Linked DNA regions of Sus scrofa: region 1 is linked to region 2. A link is a contact called in public HiChIP or PLAC-seq data. All regions are on one chromosome and are shown on one strand. The core of a region is the stretch at or near the end of the contact, and the rest is flanking DNA. Distances in the headings are between cores, read along the strand shown. Region 1 holds the start of SLC25A24 (solute carrier family 25 member 24). Region 2 holds the start of STXBP3 (syntaxin-binding protein 3).

Region 1 (4,733 bases), core at 273-2,772, 290 kb after region 2:
CTCCTGCAGATAATAGGATACAGTGATCGTTTCTATGGGCAGCTCTGGATGGACAGAGAATGATCACAATTAATATCTCATCTGATTGATGTTGGAGAGTGTTAAAATCTTTCACATACAGTATACAACCTTGCTATTATGAGGCAGATACTCATACTCATTTTACTGATGAGAGGCTACCCAGGGAAGTTATGCCTCATCTCCAAGTTTACACAGCTGAAGGCTCTGAAGTCCAGGGTTCCTTTGCTTAGTGCATGTTATGCAGTAAGAAGTTCTGTCTTACCCGGGCAATAAACCACACTTTTGTAACTGTGTCTATCCTGAGAAGGAGTAGGCCTGAGGTTTTTCTGATAAGTGCTGATGAGCAGATATGCCCTGAGATTTATCAGGGGCAGATCACACTAACTAAGCTGTAGAGCAAAGTACGGCTGCCCACTTGGATGGATGTTGATTTTTTCTCCAAGAGACCCTTGAGTCCCCCTCCCCCACTCCTCCCCACCCCTCCCCCAGTTTTATTAACAGAAACACTGTATTAATTTTAGGTGTTCCTTTTTTTTTTTTTTTAAATTGCTTTCAGATTTAACTCCTTTCCTTCTTAAAGCTTAATTCCCATCCCAGGTATGCAACCACCCAACCAACCCTCTCTGTCGTGTGTGTGTGTGTGTGTGTGTGTGTGTGTGTGTGTGAGAGATACTTATTTTTTTTAGAGGATAATTGATTTGCAGTGTTGTGTCAATTTCTGTTGTACAGCGTAGTGACCCAGTCATACATTCTTTTTCTCATACCATCTTCCAGCATATTCCACCCCAAGACCCGACATAGTTCCCTGCCCGTGCTGTACCACAGGACCCCATTGCTTATCCATTCCGAATGTCAGAGCTTGCATCTACCAACCCCAAACTCCCATCCATCCCACTTCTTTCCCCCTCCCTCATTTTTGTGACTAGAAAGCAGACCTAGAGATGTGTGGGGTCTGTGGAGTTAAGTTACACGAAAACGCAAGGGAGCTGTGTGAGACAGAGCCGGACAAGGCCCCAAATTCCGTGCAAAAAGAACTATTTCTGGGCAGTTCGCCAGGGCTCCCAGCCCGAAAGGAGCGGGGCTTGAAATGCAGAAACCTGAGCTTCAAAGCGTCCCCCTCCCCAACCTTCCTTTGCAGATGCGGAAACCCACAGGCAGGCATCGCCGCCCTGACGGCTCCTCCACTCGGGAGACCGAGCAGAACTCACTCCTCAGGTCCCCCGGCCCCTCCCGGCCCCACCCCGCAGCCCTTTCACTTCCTGCCCGCGCGGGGCAGCGCCAGGCCCGTCCCCCGACCTCTCCCGGAGGCCGGCTTGGGGCGAGCTCCTCCCCGAGCAGCGGCGGGAGCGGCCACTCCCTGTGCGCGGAGCCGGGTGGGGCCTCGACTCCTCAGCCTGCAGCGCCTGCGGCGCCGCGAGTCCCTGGCCTTCAGGCCTCGCGCGCGGGCAGCCCTCGGCTCCCCGGACCTCCCTCGGCTGGGCCGGCCCGTGCCTCCGGGACCATGCTGCGCTGGCTGCGGGGCTTCGTGCTGCCCGCGGCGGCCTGCCAGGACGCCGAGCCGCCGACGCGCTACGAGACCCTCTTCCAGAAGCTGGACCGCAACGGGGACGGCGTGGTGGACATCCGCGAGCTGCAGGAGGGGCTCAAGAGCCTGGGCATCCCCCTGGGCCAGGACGCCGAGGAGGTGGGTCGCTGCCCGGCGGGCGCCGCGCGGGGGCCGGGAGGGCGGCGGCCCGCGGCTCTGCAGGAAGAAGCTGGAACTGTGGCTTCCAGCCCGCGCGACGCGGTTCAGAGGCTCGGGAGCGGGACCGCGGCCGGGTACCCGGAACGGATGCGAGGCAGGATCTGAAAGGCTACCGGTGTTTTTCCAAAAAAAAAAAAAAAAAAGGTGCAGTAGACACAGTCGCTTACAGTTTGAAATCCCATACTGAATACTTTTGTCTGAACGCATCCCCAGGCCTTTTTACGCCTTTGCAAAAAATTTAACCCTCCCCATCCCCAGCCTTTGCAAATATTTAATCAAGTTTCTTAGCTCTCGCTCTTTAGTGGGTCCCACGTTCTGTGAAAAGGCTCACACTCTGTAGCTCTTCGAAATTGCTTTACTGCTCCAGATAGTTTTGTGTTCTGTTTCAGAACTGTTTGAAAAGCAAAGGTGTGTTTCTCCCAACTTCCTGTTGAAGAGATGTAGCATTGCCTTGTTGAAGACACTCTTAATGCCCAAACTGCGTAAAGCTGAAGGGTTGGCCGATCGATGAGCAATTTCAGCTCCTCTGAGTCATTTTAATTGTGTCTCTGAGGTCCAGCCCCTATCGGGGGTGGAGATCCTTGGAACCTCTCCAACCCACTGAAACATAAGAGGACACTCCAGCCTTCTCTGTCCCAAGAGGGAAAGTGATTAAGCTGCAAGAGCCAACAACTGTTTTATGGTAGTTATATTTTAAGCTACTCACTTCAGTGGTTACAGGGCTCTTACTATTTCTTCGTGAGTCACATTTAGTAAGTTACAACTTTTAGGAAACAGCCCATTTTGTCCAAGGCTCATAATACTCATTTCTCATTTTGAGTTCTCACTGTACCTGTAGTTATGGTCTCTGTTTTATTCCTGTTATCTCTCGACGCCTTCAATCTTGCAAATCTTTTTTTTTGTCAATCACTTTCCCCCCTTCAGTCTTTGTCTACTTTATTCATACATTGAAAGTACCAACTCTCAGTACTTTTTGCTGATTGTTTCTCATTATTATTATTTTTTAAATGGGAGATGCAACATTTATTTCAGGTTCTCTCTCTTTTTCTTTTTTGCCACACCCATAGCATGTGGAAATTCCCAGGCCAAGGATGGAACCTGTGCCACAGCAGAGAAAATGCTGGAGCCTTAGCCCCTTAGGCCATCAGAGAAACTCCCCGTTTCTGTTTTTTAAAATTTCTTTCATTAACTTCTGTTTATTTCCTTCTACTTTCTCTGTGTTTACTCATTTGCCTGTTTTTTCATTTCTTGAGTTGAACACTTGATCCATTAATTTTGAGCTACAGTAGCCTTTTAATCACTTCTTTAGCTACATCCCATATGTTTGTGTTTTTGTTGTAATACTTTGCTCCAAGGATTTTCTAATTTTCAATATGATTTACTCTTTGACCCAGGAATTACTTAAATATGTGCTTTAAATTTGCAAATATTTGTTTCTTTGATTAGTTTTTTTTTTGAAAATGAGAATAGAAAAACCTCTGGCAAGATTAAGAAAAACAGAGAACTCAAAATTGTAAATAAAAAATGTTTTTAGTTTTCCAAAAGTTTGATAAGAACAAATATAAAATTAGTTTTATATAACCGTGTGTATGCAAAAATGTAGAACAGAATAGCATATATTTATCACTGTATGTGTGCATTTATACATAGACATAAAACGTATTTTATATATGAATACACATACATGTCACTCTATGCTCCTAGCAGATATTATTAACTATTCCAAACACTCTTTTTTGACTGATTCATTCTTCAATAAAAAGTTAATATGGTTACTTCTGGATGGTAGGATTAAGTTAACTTTTTACTTTTTTCTTGACAATTTTTATTTCATTTCAGTTTTTTTTTTTTAGTTGATCACATTATTATTTTTATGATTCGGAAAAATAGGGCTTATTTATTTATTTTTTAATAAATATCACCTCCTCTGGAGTGAGCTCTTCTGGTCTGCCCTCTGTAGACGAGTTGATCACACTCTACTCTGTATAAGAACCTTGTCTCACATATCACGACGGCCAGAATTTTCAGAAGGTATTATTTTTATCTATTGGCTGTGCCTGCCACTAAGACCAAACGTCTTAGGATGAGGATCATGTCTCCAAGTACAGTGACATAAAAAAGATTGAAGACATTGATTGGAAATGCCCTAAACGAGGCAGTGGCTCATTTGAAATAATCAAAGAAAAAAGGGGAAAAAATTGAAAGCGGTTGTTAGTCCTTTTATATCTAGCACGTGTAGGACAAGAAAACCAAAAATTATCGTGTTGCAAGATGGTCTTTTTTTAGAGCAGTTTTTGATTTACAGCCAAATCGGGAGGAAGGTACAGAGATTTGCCCATATCCCCGCCCAGACACATCACATACATAGCCTTCCTTGTTGGGAACATCATTCACCGGAATGGTACTTTTTTGTTTGAACCAAGGATGAACATATATTGACCTTAGGGTTCACTGTTGACCTTAGGGTTGTATTTTCTGTGGGTTCAGATAGATGTATGACATGCATCTATAATTTTTTTTTGGCTGTACCCACAGCATATGGAAGTTCCTGGGCCAGGGATCAAATCCAAGCTGCTGCTGTGACCTATACCATGTAGCAATGTTAGATCCTTACCCCACTGCATTGGGCTGGGGGTCGAACCCTTGTCTCCCCAGTGACCTGAGCCATTGCCAGGTCCTTAACCTGCTGTACCATAGTGGGAACTCTGACATGTATCTATATTCTTAATATCAGACAGAGTATTTTTACTGCCCTAAGACTCCTCTGTGCTCTATCTATTCACTCCCACTCTCCAGTCACTTTTTATGTTTCCATAGTTTTGCCAAATAAACATCTATTTACATGCTTAATGAACTTGTAAGGAAATAAGAAAAAATCTAGTCAAACCGCTTGAGTTTAAATCATGTTTCTGCCTCTTAAAATTTTGGGCAGTTTTAAGAATCTCTCTAGCTTCAGTTTCCTCATCTG
Region 2 (4,434 bases), core at 1,633-4,132:
TTGTATGTACCAATGGTATTTATCCACTCACCAGTCCATGGACATCTGGGTTGTTTTGGCTTTTTGGCTGTTAAGAATAAGGCAGCTATACAGGGAAAACTATTTTACAGCTCACAAATAATCTTGTGAACAGTAAAAGCCTGCTTTACTCCAAAGAATTTGAGTTTACAAGAAAAGGAGCGGAAAATTATTCCCCTACACCCTTGCTTTATGATTAATTCCACTTGTAAAAGCTTAAGGGTAAAGTCTAATTAAAGCTGAGCCAATGATTTAAAAAAAAAAAAACAGAAGAATGCAGCAATAATAAGAGTTTTAACATCTGTCAAATAGAGGTAATAAATTCTCAAGTTTTAATATATGTAAAGAATTGTGCCTGGCATAGAGTAATTGTTCAAGAAACATTAGTTCCCTTTTCCCTACTTTGTAGGTAAACCGAACGGCTTTGGGGGGGGGGCTTTTTTATCTTTTCAGGGCCACACCCGAGGCATACGGAGGTTCCCAGGCTAGGGGTCTAATCGGAGCTATAGCCGCTGGCCTACACCACAGCCACAGCAACACCAGGGATGGAGCCCGCTGCCTCACGGTTGCTAGTTGGATTCGTCTCCGCTGTGCCGCAAGGGGAAGTCCTTTTTTTTTTTTTAAAAAAAAAAAAAAAAAAAAAAAAACAACTGAAAGCTACTTAGCTTTCTACCCAGACCTAACTATACTACCTATATAGTTAGCAGAACCTTTTCTCAGTCAAATGTGTGATTCTCCTACCTCTGAGAAGATGCCTTCATTTCTTTCAGACTGTCATCTTCTGCTGACAGAACTGAGAGGCTCCCCACTTCTCTTTTCTCTCCACTTACTTACTAAATGTGGAATGAACATCACCTGTCTTTTGGCTATGTTCCTACTTACACAAAAGTTCTAATAACTAATTTTTTAATCCTCATAACACCTTCCTTCCATTCAGTGTCCCATCTTCTTTATCTTACACGCCATCTGGATATCCTGGTGCCACCTCAGGTTCACAGCCCACGACGGAAAATTGTTATCTTTAAACGCTCCCTCTTGCCTAGTTTCCATGCCATCAACACCAACATTACTGCCATTAACCTTTTTCCTTTGCTAATAAATGCTGACCATAAGGACCATCTTGGAAATTACTTATAAAATACAATTCATTACCCATTTCCAACATATATTTACAATGTAATTCCCATTTACAATATAAATGTATTTAAATACCACTGTGATTTTAAAACATTACCAAATCTTAAAAGTAACCCATGCAAATTTTGAAAAACAAATTTCTAACTTTACAATTATCCAATTAAAAGAAATAGTTTCAAGGAGTTGCCATCGTGGCTCAGCGGTTAGTGAACCCGACTAGCATCCATAAGGACTCGGTTTCGATCCTTGGCCTCACTCAGCGGGTTAAGGATCAGGCGTAGCCCTGATCTGTGGTGTAGGTCGCAGATGCGGCTCGGATCCCAAGTTGCTGTGCTGTGGTGTAGGCCGGCGGCTACAGCTCCAATTAGACCCCTAGCCTGGGAACCTCCATATGCTGCGGGTGAGGCCCTAAAAAGACAAAAAGACCAAAAAAAAAAAAAAAAGGTAAAAAGAAAAAAGTAATAAAAATATTTTCATAACTTTTTTCCCTCTTTTATTTATACACTTGTTTTTAGTATCTGATGTGCTAATCACTATGCCAGTCACCAATTTGGAGTTTTAATTTTATACAAGGAATTCTATAACTCCCAGAAGTTTGTTAACTCAGGTGCTATTTCTGTTCCTTCTTCAAAGCTGGAGTCAGAAATACTAATTGGATGTTACTCCCTTTCCACCACTAGACCATAATTACTTTGAACGCAGCAATGCCAAACAATGATAGTTCTTCCTGTTTGGCAGTATTATTCCTTCTCTAACCTGACCGGTCTAGGTTTGGTGTGATATTTATGAAAGTCGTGGATGATATGGCAGAATATGAGTAACCAATAAGTAGTACAGTCCTAGCAAAACGGAGTGACTCGGAGAGTAGAAAGGAAAAGGTGGATGAAGGTACAGCTTTGCCCCGAGATTTAATCATTCCAGCGGTCCCTTCTCTTTAGAAAGTGGGCTCTTCTAGAAGGGAAGAGGGGTCTGTTTAACAGTGAGGTTTTGTTTTTGTCTTCTTAAAGGACAGATAAAGTACGGTTATAAAACCCTCCCTGATACTAAGACCAATAAGCAAGAATAAGCACTTTTCGGAAACCCAAGTGCGGGGAGAGTGGGAGGGACGAGAGAGAAAAACAGTGCTTAGATTGTCTCCGGTGGAGAGACATCGCCGACTGGTGGGGCCTCGACGCGGGCGCGGCGGAGGACCGGCGCCGGGGCCCCGGGCGGAAAAGGCCGGCCGGGGGCCGCTCACCCAGGGCGGGGCTTCGGGGCCAGGGCCCCGCCGAGCGGAGAGGGTGCCAGACGCCAGGGCCGCGTCCTCCCGCACCCCGCCCATCCCTGGTCCTGCCAGAACTGCGCTGGGAAGGAAAGCAGGAAGAAGTCCTAACAGGGACGTGGGCGCCAAAGCAACAAGTGGCCGCCGCGGCTCCCCAAGGGACTGCTGGTCTGGGGCAGGAACGCAAGGCCGGGCGCCACGGCCTCCTTGGCCTTCCCTCTCTCAGCCCCTGCCCCATCGCACTCACTCTGCCACACGACGCTCTTCAGCCCCCGTTCCGTCACCGGCGGCGCCATCTTTCCAAACACTGCGGAGCAGCCGCCGGCGCCTCCCACTCGCAACCTACTTGAGCTGAGGGAAAGGGGTCGGGCGGGCCCCGCCTCTAGCTGCGGGGGAGGCCCCGCCCACGCCCACGGTCCGCGCCCTCCGGTGACGTCACGGGCTCTGTAGGGGCTTCCCGCCCATCCCTAGACTGAGGCTGCGCAGTGCGGATGGACGCTCCTTGAGCAGTTGCGCGCCCCCTAGCGGGAGGCTGTCAGATGAATTTCGACGACCTGTGACGTCAGAAAACGAAACCGTGCCAACGGATTGGGAGCTAACAGCATCTGAGAAATTCCGGATTACACGTAGGGTACATGAAAACGGGAGGGAGTTCTGCACTTTGTGAAGCGATTTGTAATGGACTTCATTCAGTCGCCTACCGAATAGAAAATTTATCCTTCAAAAAGTTTATTCATCGTTCAAGGAGGCAATAATTGGGCAGAAATGTGAGGTGCCATCCAGTGTGCCCAGAACTGTTCAAGACTTTCAGGAACGTCAAATAAATGAGACCAGATTCTGAAGAATTAAAAATCTAATTAGCTCAATTCTTGATATGCTGCAGGTAGTCAAAAGTTGGTTAAGGAGTTCCTCCTCGTGGCACAGTGGATAACGAATCCGACTAGGAGCCATGAGGTTGCGTGTTCAATCCCTGGCCTTGCTTAGTGGGTTTAGGATCCAGCGTTGCGGTGAGCTGTGGTGTAGGTTGCAGACGTGGCTCCGATCTGGCGTTGCTGCAAAAAGACAAAAAGACAAAAAGACAAAAAAAAAAAAAAAAAAAAGTTGGTTAAAAAGTAAATGCCCTTGTGATGATAGTATACCTGTATGAACCAATAAAATAATTATCTATTCAACAAACAAATTCAGGTGGGAGAGGCTATCAATGCTTTAGCATTTAAAAGAAGGGAATTATTGCTGATTCAACAAAGGAGACAATTTAAGCTCAAACATAGCAAGTGTAGGTAGAGAGATCTATTTCCTGAGACTTGCAATCAAACTAATCACTCATGAATTGAATGAGTTTAGTTGCTGAGCCCCCCAAACTGTGACATAACCATCATAGACATTAACACAAAGTATGCTTTCTCACAGGGATTTGCAAAGAACCAATTTTACGTTATTTTTTTCTTTTTATGGCCGCACCTGTAAGTTCCCAAGCTTGTGGTCAAATCTGAGCAGCAGCTGCTCGCCTACATCACACTCAGGACACCACCAGATCTGAGCCACATCTTCAACCTACATCGCAGCCTGTGGCAACACCAGATCCTTAACCCACTGAGCGAGGCCAGGGATCAAACTTGTGTCCTCACAGAGACAGTGTAGGGTCCTTAACCTGCTAAGCCATAATGGGAACTCCCAATTTTCTTAATTCAACTTGGTCACATAGAGAAGTGTAAATGGTACTTACTATTAGTAATTATAATAGCTAACATTTACTAAAGCAGGCACCGTGCTAAGTGGACTATCTCATTGATCCTCAAAGCAACCCTTACAGACAAGGAAACAGGCTTAGTGAAGTCAAGTAGCTTGCCAAGGATGCACAGCTAGTGGTGGAGTGGGAAGAAGGATTAGCCTTGAGCTACGCAGAAAGCAAGGGAGCAGACTATGGGATAACCTCAGTTTTTGCTCTTTAGGAGAGAGAAAGCTAATGAAAAATAAAAACAGCCATAGGAGTTCCCACTGTGGTGCAGCATGTTAAG

What was found. HiChIP or PLAC-seq counts read pairs in DNA pulled down with a chosen protein or histone mark.
Region 1: an H3K27ac HiChIP or PLAC-seq map of alveolar macrophages shows a contact between it and region 2. The contact joins the promoter of SLC25A24 here to the promoter of STXBP3 in region 2. A contact is called at or near these places in 1 of 47 Hi-C or Micro-C datasets (embryonic fibroblasts) and 1 of 2 datasets of contacts at active chromatin or transcription factors (alveolar macrophages).

The regions. Positions count from the first base shown.
Region 1 is chr4:111,578,664-111,583,396 of Sscrofa11.1, forward strand. It overlaps SLC25A24 (solute carrier family 25 member 24), which reads left to right and starts at 1,523. Exons shown (of 10, transcript NM_001199363.1): 1 at 1,523-1,705. The coding sequence starts at 1,523.
Region 2 is chr4:111,291,185-111,295,618 of Sscrofa11.1, forward strand. STXBP3 (syntaxin-binding protein 3) reads right to left here and starts at 2,883. Exons shown (of 19, transcript XM_021090106.1): 1 at 2,664-2,883. The coding sequence starts at 2,712.